Regions from separate parts of the Mus musculus genome. Here region 1 is linked to region 2. The links are chromatin contacts, called in public promoter capture Hi-C maps. All regions are on one chromosome and are shown on one strand. The core of a region is the stretch at or near the end of the contact, and the rest is flanking DNA. Distances in the headings are between cores, read along the strand shown. Region 1 holds the start of Pwp1 (PWP1 homolog, endonuclein). Region 2 holds the start of Ckap4 (cytoskeleton-associated protein 4).

Region 1 (4,680 bases), core at 844-3,343, 1.3 Mb before region 2:
CATAGAACATCCGTCCTCTGCCTTTTTTCCCCTAGCATCACTGCCCAATGTAAATGGATTCTTTCTGGGAACTAATAACCCCCATCTTCCTCCACCCATTCCAACCTTGAATTCCAGCTCTATTTTCCCCACTTCCAGTAACATTTCCCATTTGGCTATCTTTTGTTCTAATGAAGTTCAAAACTAAGGCCACTCTCTTCAAAACTGGCATTCCCTCACCTAAATAGTGAGTCAGTACCTTTAAGGCACATAACAAGAAGGCAGTGGGGGTGGGGGGTGGGGTGGAACACATGCCTTTAATCCCAGGGGAGGCAGAGGCAGGCGGATCTCTCTGAGTTCAAGGCTACCTGGTCTACAGAGTGAGTTACAGAACAGCTACACAGAAAAAACCCTGTCTGGAGAAAAGACCAGACCAGACCAGACCAGACCTAACACTTCTGTATTAAGCTTGTAAAGGCCAACACTAGTTGGGTATTGTTTATTTACTTAAGCCCGCAGTGTGGGTTGGCCATAATGGCAACACTCCACATGAAGGTAAATCAACGGCTCAGTTTCTACTAAAGAGCCTCCAGATCTTCAGTGGCTCACACCTATAACTCTAGTATTTAGGAGGCTGACACGGGAGGATTGCCATAAGTCTGAGGCCACAGCGGGCTACAGAGTGAGACCTGGTCTCCAAAACAACAACAAAAAACGTTGAGATAACAAGAATCTCCCTGAGAATGACATTCAATTCTGCCTGAGAAAGATCCAGAAATTAAAGACTGAAAAACTCCGGGGAAGGCCGGAGGTCAGTCGGTAAAGCTTTTGTTGAGCAAGCATGTGGATCTAAGTTCCATCCCAGAAGCCACTCAAAAGCTGGGTGTAGTGTAGGGGACACCTGTAATCCCAGCACTAGGGACTACAGAGACGAGAATTTCTGGTGCCTTGGCCAGCCACTCTATCTCGATTGACTAACGCTGGGTTCAATCAGACAGCGCACACATACACAAACACATGAACATGGGCATACATACATACACATACACACACACAAAGGTATTTGTATTGCTTGGGGTTGGGGCATGACAACTAGGGATTTTTAAGACTCTCTTAATACTTCGAAAGCTGTGTATGGCCCTTTTAAAATGAAAACAATTTTCTTTTGGAGAATTTTTAATAAGGCAAGTGTTGTCCCTATCCTATAAATATACACTGCTTGCTTGCTGTTGGCAAAACACCAGAGAAAACAGTGACTAAACACTACCTGCACTCTGGTAGAATTTACACCTATAAGGAGTATTTCCATCCCTCACCGCATGTAAATTCATGTCGAGGCCACTCCCACGTCTATCACATATCGAGTTGTCACTACTCAGACAATTACACCCATAGCAACCCCTTCACTTCTTTTAGGACACTTACAACCCCTGACATCCCGAAAGTCAAGAACAGGGCTTTGCCCTATATCGCTCCAACATATCCCGGAACTCCAGGCTCCGCTTGGCTTGCAGAAAACACTGTGTAATGAACAAAACCGCCTGAGTAACCGGCTTCCTTTGCCACGGTCTCCAGCTTTTGTACAACTTCCTTCATACTGTGTTACACTGACACCTTGTTCTCTCTGCCCCATAACGTTTTATCCGGATCACCGTAAGAAACTCGTAACAAGCAAACACCCCCGCCCCTTCCCAGTGCACAAAAAGTCCACGTGTTCGTGCATCTCAGGGATGGGATCGGGGTTCCCGCTCCGGGCAGGGAAGGGGCGCGCGGTCTCTGCTCGCCCGGGTCACCGGAGCCACACCTCACATGGCTACAGTCCCGGCCAACCTGGCAGGTCCCATCGCGTGGCTCCTGCTGGGCGCGTGCTGCCCCAGACGGGGCCGAGCCCACGGCCATGCCGTGGCATCTCCCCATACACAGGCCTCACCTTGTCTGGAGTCTCTTTGGCCACGCCGCGGCGGACCCAGGCCACGCAGGTCACTTGGCGGCTGCGGTTCATGATCTTCGGTTTGAACCCGGCGCAGGTTGGAGCCCTGGGAGCTGGGAGACACTACTCTTGAGCTCCGCGGAGGGGAACAACGCGCAGGCGCGGGCGCTCGCTGACGTCACTCGCAGGCGCCAAGGGGAAGGGGAGGGGAATTTGCATGAGATGGGCGGGGCCGTATGCAAATCTACGACTGCTTCCTGTGGAGTTTCTATCTCCTTCCTCCTATTCTTCCATAAGAGTTCCCAAGCTCCATCCACTGTTTGGCTGTGTCTGTATCTGTCTGAATCAGCTACTGGGGGGAGCCTCTCAGAGAACAATATGCTTCTGTCTGCAAGCATAGCAGAGTTTCATTAATAGTGTTAGGGATTGGTGCTTGCCCACTGGACGGGTCTCAAGTTGAAATGGTTATTGGTTGGCCATTCACTCAGTCTCTGCTCCCTCCCCTATGCCAGCATTTCTTGTAGACAGGATAAATTTTGAGTTGAAAGTTTTGTGGGTGGGTTGGTGTCTCTATTGGAGTTCCATTCTGGATACAGGAGATGGCCTCTTCAGGTTCCACATCCCCAATGAGAGTCACAGCTAAGGTCACCCCCCACTGATTCTTGGGAGCCTCCCTTATCCCAGGCCTTTGTCTCGTCCTGGAGATGCAGGTTTCCCCCCACTTTGCAGATTTCCATTCATTTTCATGGCCATATAGCTATCTCTCCTGTTCTTCTCCATGCCTGATCCTGAATCCCCCATTTCCCCTCTCTCCCAGTTCCCTCCCTCCATCAGCCTCTTATGACTATTTTATTCCCTCTTCTAAGTGAGATTCAAGCTTCCTTGATTGAGTCTTCCTTCTTGTTTAGTTTCTTTGGTTCTGTGAAGTGGACCATGGTACCTGTATTTTATGGACAATATCCACTTATCACTGAGTACACACCATGCATGCCCTTTTGGGACTGGGTTATCTCACTCAGGATGATATTCTCAAGTTCCATCTATTTGCCTGCAAAGTTCATGATGCCTTAGGTTTTAATAGTTGAATAGTATTCCATTGTGTAGATGTACCATGCCTTTATCCATTCTTCAGGTGAGGGATATCTAGGTTGTTTCCTGTTTCTGGCTATTACAAATAAAACTGTTATGAACATTGATGAACAAGCATCTTTGTGGGATGATGGAACATCTCTTGAGTACATGCCCAGAAGTGGTATGGCTGGGTCTTGAGTTTTCTGAGAAACTGCCAAGTTGATTTCCAAAGTGATTGTATAAGTTTGTACTCCCACCAGCAATAAAGACTGCTCCCCTTGCTCCACATCCTCACCAGCATATGCTATCTCATGAGTTTTTTTTTTTTATCTTAGACATTCTGATGGATGTAAGGTGGAACCTTAGAGTTGTTTTGATTTGCATTTCCCTGATGATTAAGGACTTTGAACATTTCTTGAAGTGCTTCCCTGCCATTTGAGATTCCTCTGAGAATTCTCTGTTTAGCTCTGTACGCCATTTTTTAATTGGGTTATTTGGATTGCTGGTGTCTGCCTTCTTGAGTTCTTTGCAAATTTTGGATACTAGCCCTTTGTCAGATGTATGGTTGGTGAAGATCCTTTCCCAATTTGTCCTAATAACAATGTCCTTTGCCTTACAGAAGCTTTGTAGTTTCATGAGGTCCCATTTATCCATTCTTGATCTTAGAATCTGAGCCATTAGCATTCTGTCCAGGAAATTGTCTCCTATACCAATGTGTTCAAGGGTATTTCTCACTCTCTTCTATGAGACTTCTTAGTGTATCCGATTTTATGTTGAGATGCTCTTTCAAGATCCCTAAAAAATGGTATTAGAATTTTGGTGGGATTGCATTGAATCTGTAGATTGCTTTTGCTAAGATGACCATTTTCACTATCCTACCAATCCATGAGCATGGGAGATCTTTCCATCTTTTGTTATCTTCTTCAATTTCTTTCTTCAGGGACTTGAAGTTCTTGCCATAAAGGTCTTTAGCTTGCTTGGTTACAGTTACACCAAGATATTTTATATCATTCGTGGCTATTGTAAAGAGTGTTGTTTCCGGAGGGCAGTCATGTGAGTGCTCTATAGCCTAGTAATAGTGTCAGACCTTGGGACCTCCCCTTGAGCTGGATCCTACTTTGGGCCTGTCACTGTACCTTCTTTTCTTCAGGCTCCTCTCCATTTCCATCCCTGTAATTCTTTCAGACAGGAAGAATTATGGGTCAGAGGTGTGACTGTGGGATGGCAGCCCCATCCCTCATTTGATGTCCTGACTTCCTGCTGGAGGTGGGCTCTATAAGTTCCCTCTCCCTACTTTCAGGCATTTCATCGAAGGTCCCTTCCTGTGAGTCCTGAGAGCCCCTCACCTCCCAGATCTCTGGTGCACTCTGGGGTCCCCCCCCACCCCCCCGCGCAGCCTCCTATTTCCTGAGGTTTCCTGTTTACATTCTGTATTAGTCAGGGTTCTCTAGAGTCACAGAACTTATGGATAGTCTCTATATAGTAAAGGAATTTATTGATGACTTACAGTCTACATCCCAATTCCCAACAGTGGTTCAGTAGTAGCTGTGAATGGAAGTCCAAGGATATATAGCAGTTACTCAGTCTCACACAGCAAGCAGGCAAAGAAGCAAGAGCAAGACTCCCATCTTCCAATGTCCTTATATTGTCTCCAGCAGAAGGTGTAGCCCAGATTAAAGGTGCATTCCACCACACCTTTA
Region 2 (4,416 bases), core at 794-3,293:
ATCTTAGGACTCTCATCTCCTGTCTCCCTGTACTTCAGGCTGAGGAACCCTGTGCTTTGTTGAGCTAAGAGGTTTCTGCTACAGTATCTGCTATTCAGCCCAAGGAGGGGGCGTTCTCTTCTGTCTAGAGCAGATGCTTTCGCTAGGGCACACTCTGGCCCAAATTTAATCTCCTCTGTGTTTTCCCCACAATAGCAGTGACTCTCCTGCTTCTTTTGCTACCTTATTTTGTGGCCTTTTGCAATGGGCAGCCATTCTCTATACACAGCACACACCCTTCTAGTCAAGACAGGTGTCCTGGGCTTACCCCACTTCCTGCTCAGAAATAGCCTTCCTGTTCTCCTACTATGCAAATTCATTCTCCAAATTATTCCTCATTCTCTACTCTGTGTACAGCTCACGGTTTGCTTTCCAAGTTCTCTTTTCATTTATTGTCTCGGTTCTTAGGCGTTGGTTTTTAAAACATTAAAACATGCTTTCCCCCACCCCCACCCCCACCCCCTGCCAGGACCCAGAGCCCGTGATCACAGGCACATATGTGCCTATTCAGATTTTAAAGGTGATTTACGAAAAGAATGAGGAGCAACAAGATTGTCCTTGAGGAAGGTGCCTCTAGCAGTGGACAGACATCTCTCTGGCACACAGTGGGCCTTCAGCAAAGTTTTGCCCTTGTAAAGTTGCACATTCAGTGTCTCCTCGAAAATACTTTTCTCAAGAGGGGTATTGTCGGGCATGTGACCACCAAAGTATGGAAGTGGTGGTATTTGAACATGGGAAGATTCCAGTTTTGTTTCTAATTTTTTCCCCCTTCTAAGCAGATTGGGAGGAAGTTACAGACAGAAGAAATAGCATCCCTACTTCTGCCGCGCAGAAGTACACACTAGGACTGCGGGAGCCAGGTGCAGGGGAAAAGGTCCAGATTGGTATTACCAATGATCTGCACTGATGGTGGGCTCTGGTTTCCCTCCCAGTCATGAGTGAAGACTCACCCATGGGCTTCAGAAGCATCAGCCCAAGGTTCAAAACACGGCTGTGTGGGACCTTGAGGCATTCTGTTGGGGTCGAGGCTCAGCCTTGTGTGTTTCCTATAAAATGGGCAAATGTAATCTCAACCGTTCAAAGCTTTTGCGAGGATTTTAGAGCCCATACCAGCTGATAAGCACAGGTCTGGCACTGCTATATTTCTTTTTACAAATGTGGAAGTGACAACCTCAACCTGTGTCCCTCTAAGTGAGGGTGCTGATGGCTTCTCTACACTCAACCCAGAGCCTGTCAGGAACTGGAGCTGTGGAGAGACTGTATGATACCCCAAAAGAAAAGAGAACCAAGGGGCCTGGGGGTGTTGCATACAGTCTACTGCCCAGGCAAAGAGGGTCTGTAACTCAGTAACTCAATAACTCAGTAACTCAGCTCCCTAGGACAAGTTCTAGTCCATACCCAAGGTGCTTGGGTGCAGAGTCCTTCGAGCCCAAAAATTCTCGGGAAGAGACAGGCCTGGCCCGGCTGCAGGGCGGCCTTAGAGGAGGGGTGTTCCCGGCTTAGTGGTGGGCAAGTAGGGCGTCTGACCCCCCCCCCCCCCGTCCTGTCCCCACCTTCCAGAACCGTGCTTTCCGCTCCCCCTAGCACTCCCCCTCGGCCCGGGTGGGGATCGTGCTCAGCACAGTGCTCAGGAGGCACCCCCACCCCGCTGACTCCTCTCGAGGGTAGCCGGGGCACTGGGAGTCTCAGCCATCCGGGCAGCCGCGCCCAGCCTCGCCCCGCCGGGCTCCGCCCGCCCTCCGCGGGGTCGCAGCGAAGGGAGGAGGGGCGGCGGCCCGCTTGCGTGGCAGGCGCTCGGGCTGGGCTCGGCCTCCCTTCCCGGGAGGCGGGGTCGGCGCCGCGGCGGCGGCGGAGCCAGGCCCCCTCCTCCTTCCGCGGCCGGCCTCCTTCCTCGTCGCCCCACGTTCCCGGCCGCTCCGACGCCGCTGCGCCCGCGTGCCGCCCGCGCAGTCCCCGTGGGAGCCGGAGCCAGCGTCCCGGGCCGCGCGCCCCGCTCGCCCATCCCGCCGAGCCGCCGCCGCCGCCATGCCCTCGGCCAAACAAAGGGGCTCCAAGGGCGGCCACGGCGCCGCGAGCCCCTCGGACAAGGGCGCCCACCCGTCGGGCGGCGCGGATGACGTGGCGAAGAAGCCGCCGGCGGCGCCGCAGCAGCCGCAGCCTCCCGCGCCGCACCCGCCGCAGCACCCGCAGAACCAGGCGCACCGGGGCGGCCACCGCGGCCGGTCCTCAGCCGCCACCGCCAACGCGTCCTCCGCGTCCTGCTCGCGCAGGCTTGGCCGGGTGCTCAACTTTCTCTTCTACCTCTCCCTGGTGGCGGCGGCCGCCTTCTCGGGCTGGTATGTCCATCACGTCCTGGAGGAGGTCCAGCAGGTCCGGCGTGGCCACCAGGACTTCTCCCGTCAGAGGGATGAGCTGGGCCAGGGCTTGCAGGGCGTCGAGCAGAAGGTGGGTACTCCAGCTTTTGCGGGGTCGGGACTCTACTCCTGCCCTCCCTGAAGGGGCCCTGGTCCTTTCCTGCCCAGGCCCTGTGGCAAGAGCTGGGACCCCAGCGCCCTAGTCGCCAGGGCGGTCCCAGACCCGCTTTGTTAATGGTCTCAGAGAGGGATGGAGCGGACTCTGAGGATGGCCAGACCATTGGGGGAGGATGGGCCAAGGGCCTGTCACAGGACATTAGCGGTGACCTGTAAGGAAGCCGGCAGGCTCTACGTAGCCCATTCTTTTTGCATTAGGAACCGTTGAATGGACAGAGTTGCCCGAACAGGAGCCTGGAAGGGAAATCATCGCATCCCCGGAAGCCTCTAGTCAAGACTTCACCTTGGCTATGCCAGTAGGAGTCACCCGAGCCAGTTTTTAATAGACCTAGAGTTTTGGGGGTGGGGGTGGGGGAAGCTAGTGAGCTTAGTCATTTGCTAAGTTCAGATGAAACGTCTATCTTTAGGTCCCTTGTCCTTAGCTGGACCAAGGAGCCCATGTGGGCCTTTGAAGTCGCCTACTCCAGCTTTAGGGGAAACACAGGCCAGAAGTATTAGATCACACTTATGTGGTGTGTAGACAGCGTATTCATGTATTTTATTTCCTCACTCAAAGAGTTAACTAGAGGGAGGAAGAGAGGGCTGACAAATTTGACTCCATTTTCCAGACCCGAATATTGAGGTTTAAGAGACACAAAGTGAGTTGACACAGACCACAGCTGGCTTGAGTCGCAGATTGTGGAAGAAAGTGTGGGCCATTCGTGAGGAAGGATTCCCCAGCGAGCTGTTTCAGGAATGACCAGACAACTCTCATGGCAAACTGCTCAGTTTCTACCCTTCCAGCCCAAGTGTAGCCCCCTTCCCTCTAGTGCCTTCTCCATCCTCTCCACCCACATCCTTGCTCAATGAAACGCACTTGCTGGACGGAAACAAAAAATCCCGCCATTTCTGAGCCCGGAACCACGGCCTCCTTTCCCAGCATGCCGCTTGCCCTGCCAAGTCCCTACTTTTTTGTTGAGTGTGCACCACTAGGAATTTCCTCTCAAGACTGGAAGAGCAACTGGAGTGAGTCAGCCTGTGAAGTGGTGTAGGCCAAGGGAGGTGACTTAGCTGGGGAAATGAAGTGGGCGATTCTGCTCTGCCTGCTGAATGTCAGACCATCCTAAGAACACAGACACCCCGCGGGAGTCTGATCGCTAGCCCGTTTCCTCTCTTCCTAATCAGTCATAATATTTATTGAAGCCTGATAGTTGTATGGCTGTGCGTGAGCCCTGTGGAGGATATGGAGGAGGAAAAGGCGCAGATCAAGCTTGTGAAGTGGCATCCTAAGTAGGTTTCAGGGGTGGGGAACTTATGCACACTTTGAGAAGAAAGGGCTTGTGGGTTTGTATGTGGGACAGGGCTGGTCATTAGAAGTATCAGGAGATGGCATGACCCCATACAGGTAAGGGGACAATCTCGACTATACCTGAAGGACAGAAGGTAGCTAGCCTTCCAGTGACAGAATACAGGGGAAGTTGGAAGCTTGAGCCCAAAGTGGTTAGATCCAGGTTGAAGAACATGGGTGTTAGTTCCTATGTTGCCTTTTGGTCTCTTTGTTGGTTTTACCCCTTCCCATTCACAGCTGTATGCAAATCGCTTTCCTCTTTGAGCCTGTTTCTCATTCTCCAGGCAAGAGGAAGGCGCCATCAAGGTTTGTAAGAACTGGGATTGGGGATAGCCCAGCTGGTAAAGTGCTTACTGTGAAAGCATAAGAACATGGGTTCAGATTTCTCGGGCCTGTGTAAAAGTCCACACTTGGAATCCCATTGTTGGGGAGGCACAGACAGGAGGTATCTCTGGAGTTTGCCAGCCGGCCTGTCCAGCCAAATCGGGGTACTCCAGCTCCAGTAAGAGACCTTGTGTC

What was found. Promoter capture Hi-C pulls out the DNA fragments that hold promoters and counts their contacts.
Region 1: a contact with region 2 is called in a promoter capture Hi-C map of liver, with 3 times the contacts expected there. The contact joins the promoter of Pwp1 here to the promoter of Ckap4 in region 2. A contact is called at or near these places in 4 of 39 promoter capture datasets (cranial neural crest, hippocampal neurons and liver).

The regions. Positions count from the first base shown.
Region 1 is chr10:85,869,244-85,873,923 of GRCm38.p6, reverse strand. It overlaps Pwp1 (PWP1 homolog, endonuclein), which reads right to left and starts at 2,093. Exons shown (of 15, transcript NM_133993.3): 1 at 1,910-2,093. The coding sequence starts at 1,981.
Region 2 is chr10:84,531,515-84,535,930 of GRCm38.p6, reverse strand. It overlaps Ckap4 (cytoskeleton-associated protein 4), which reads left to right and starts at 2,043. Exons shown (of 2, transcript NM_175451.1): 1 at 2,043-2,484. The coding sequence starts at 2,065.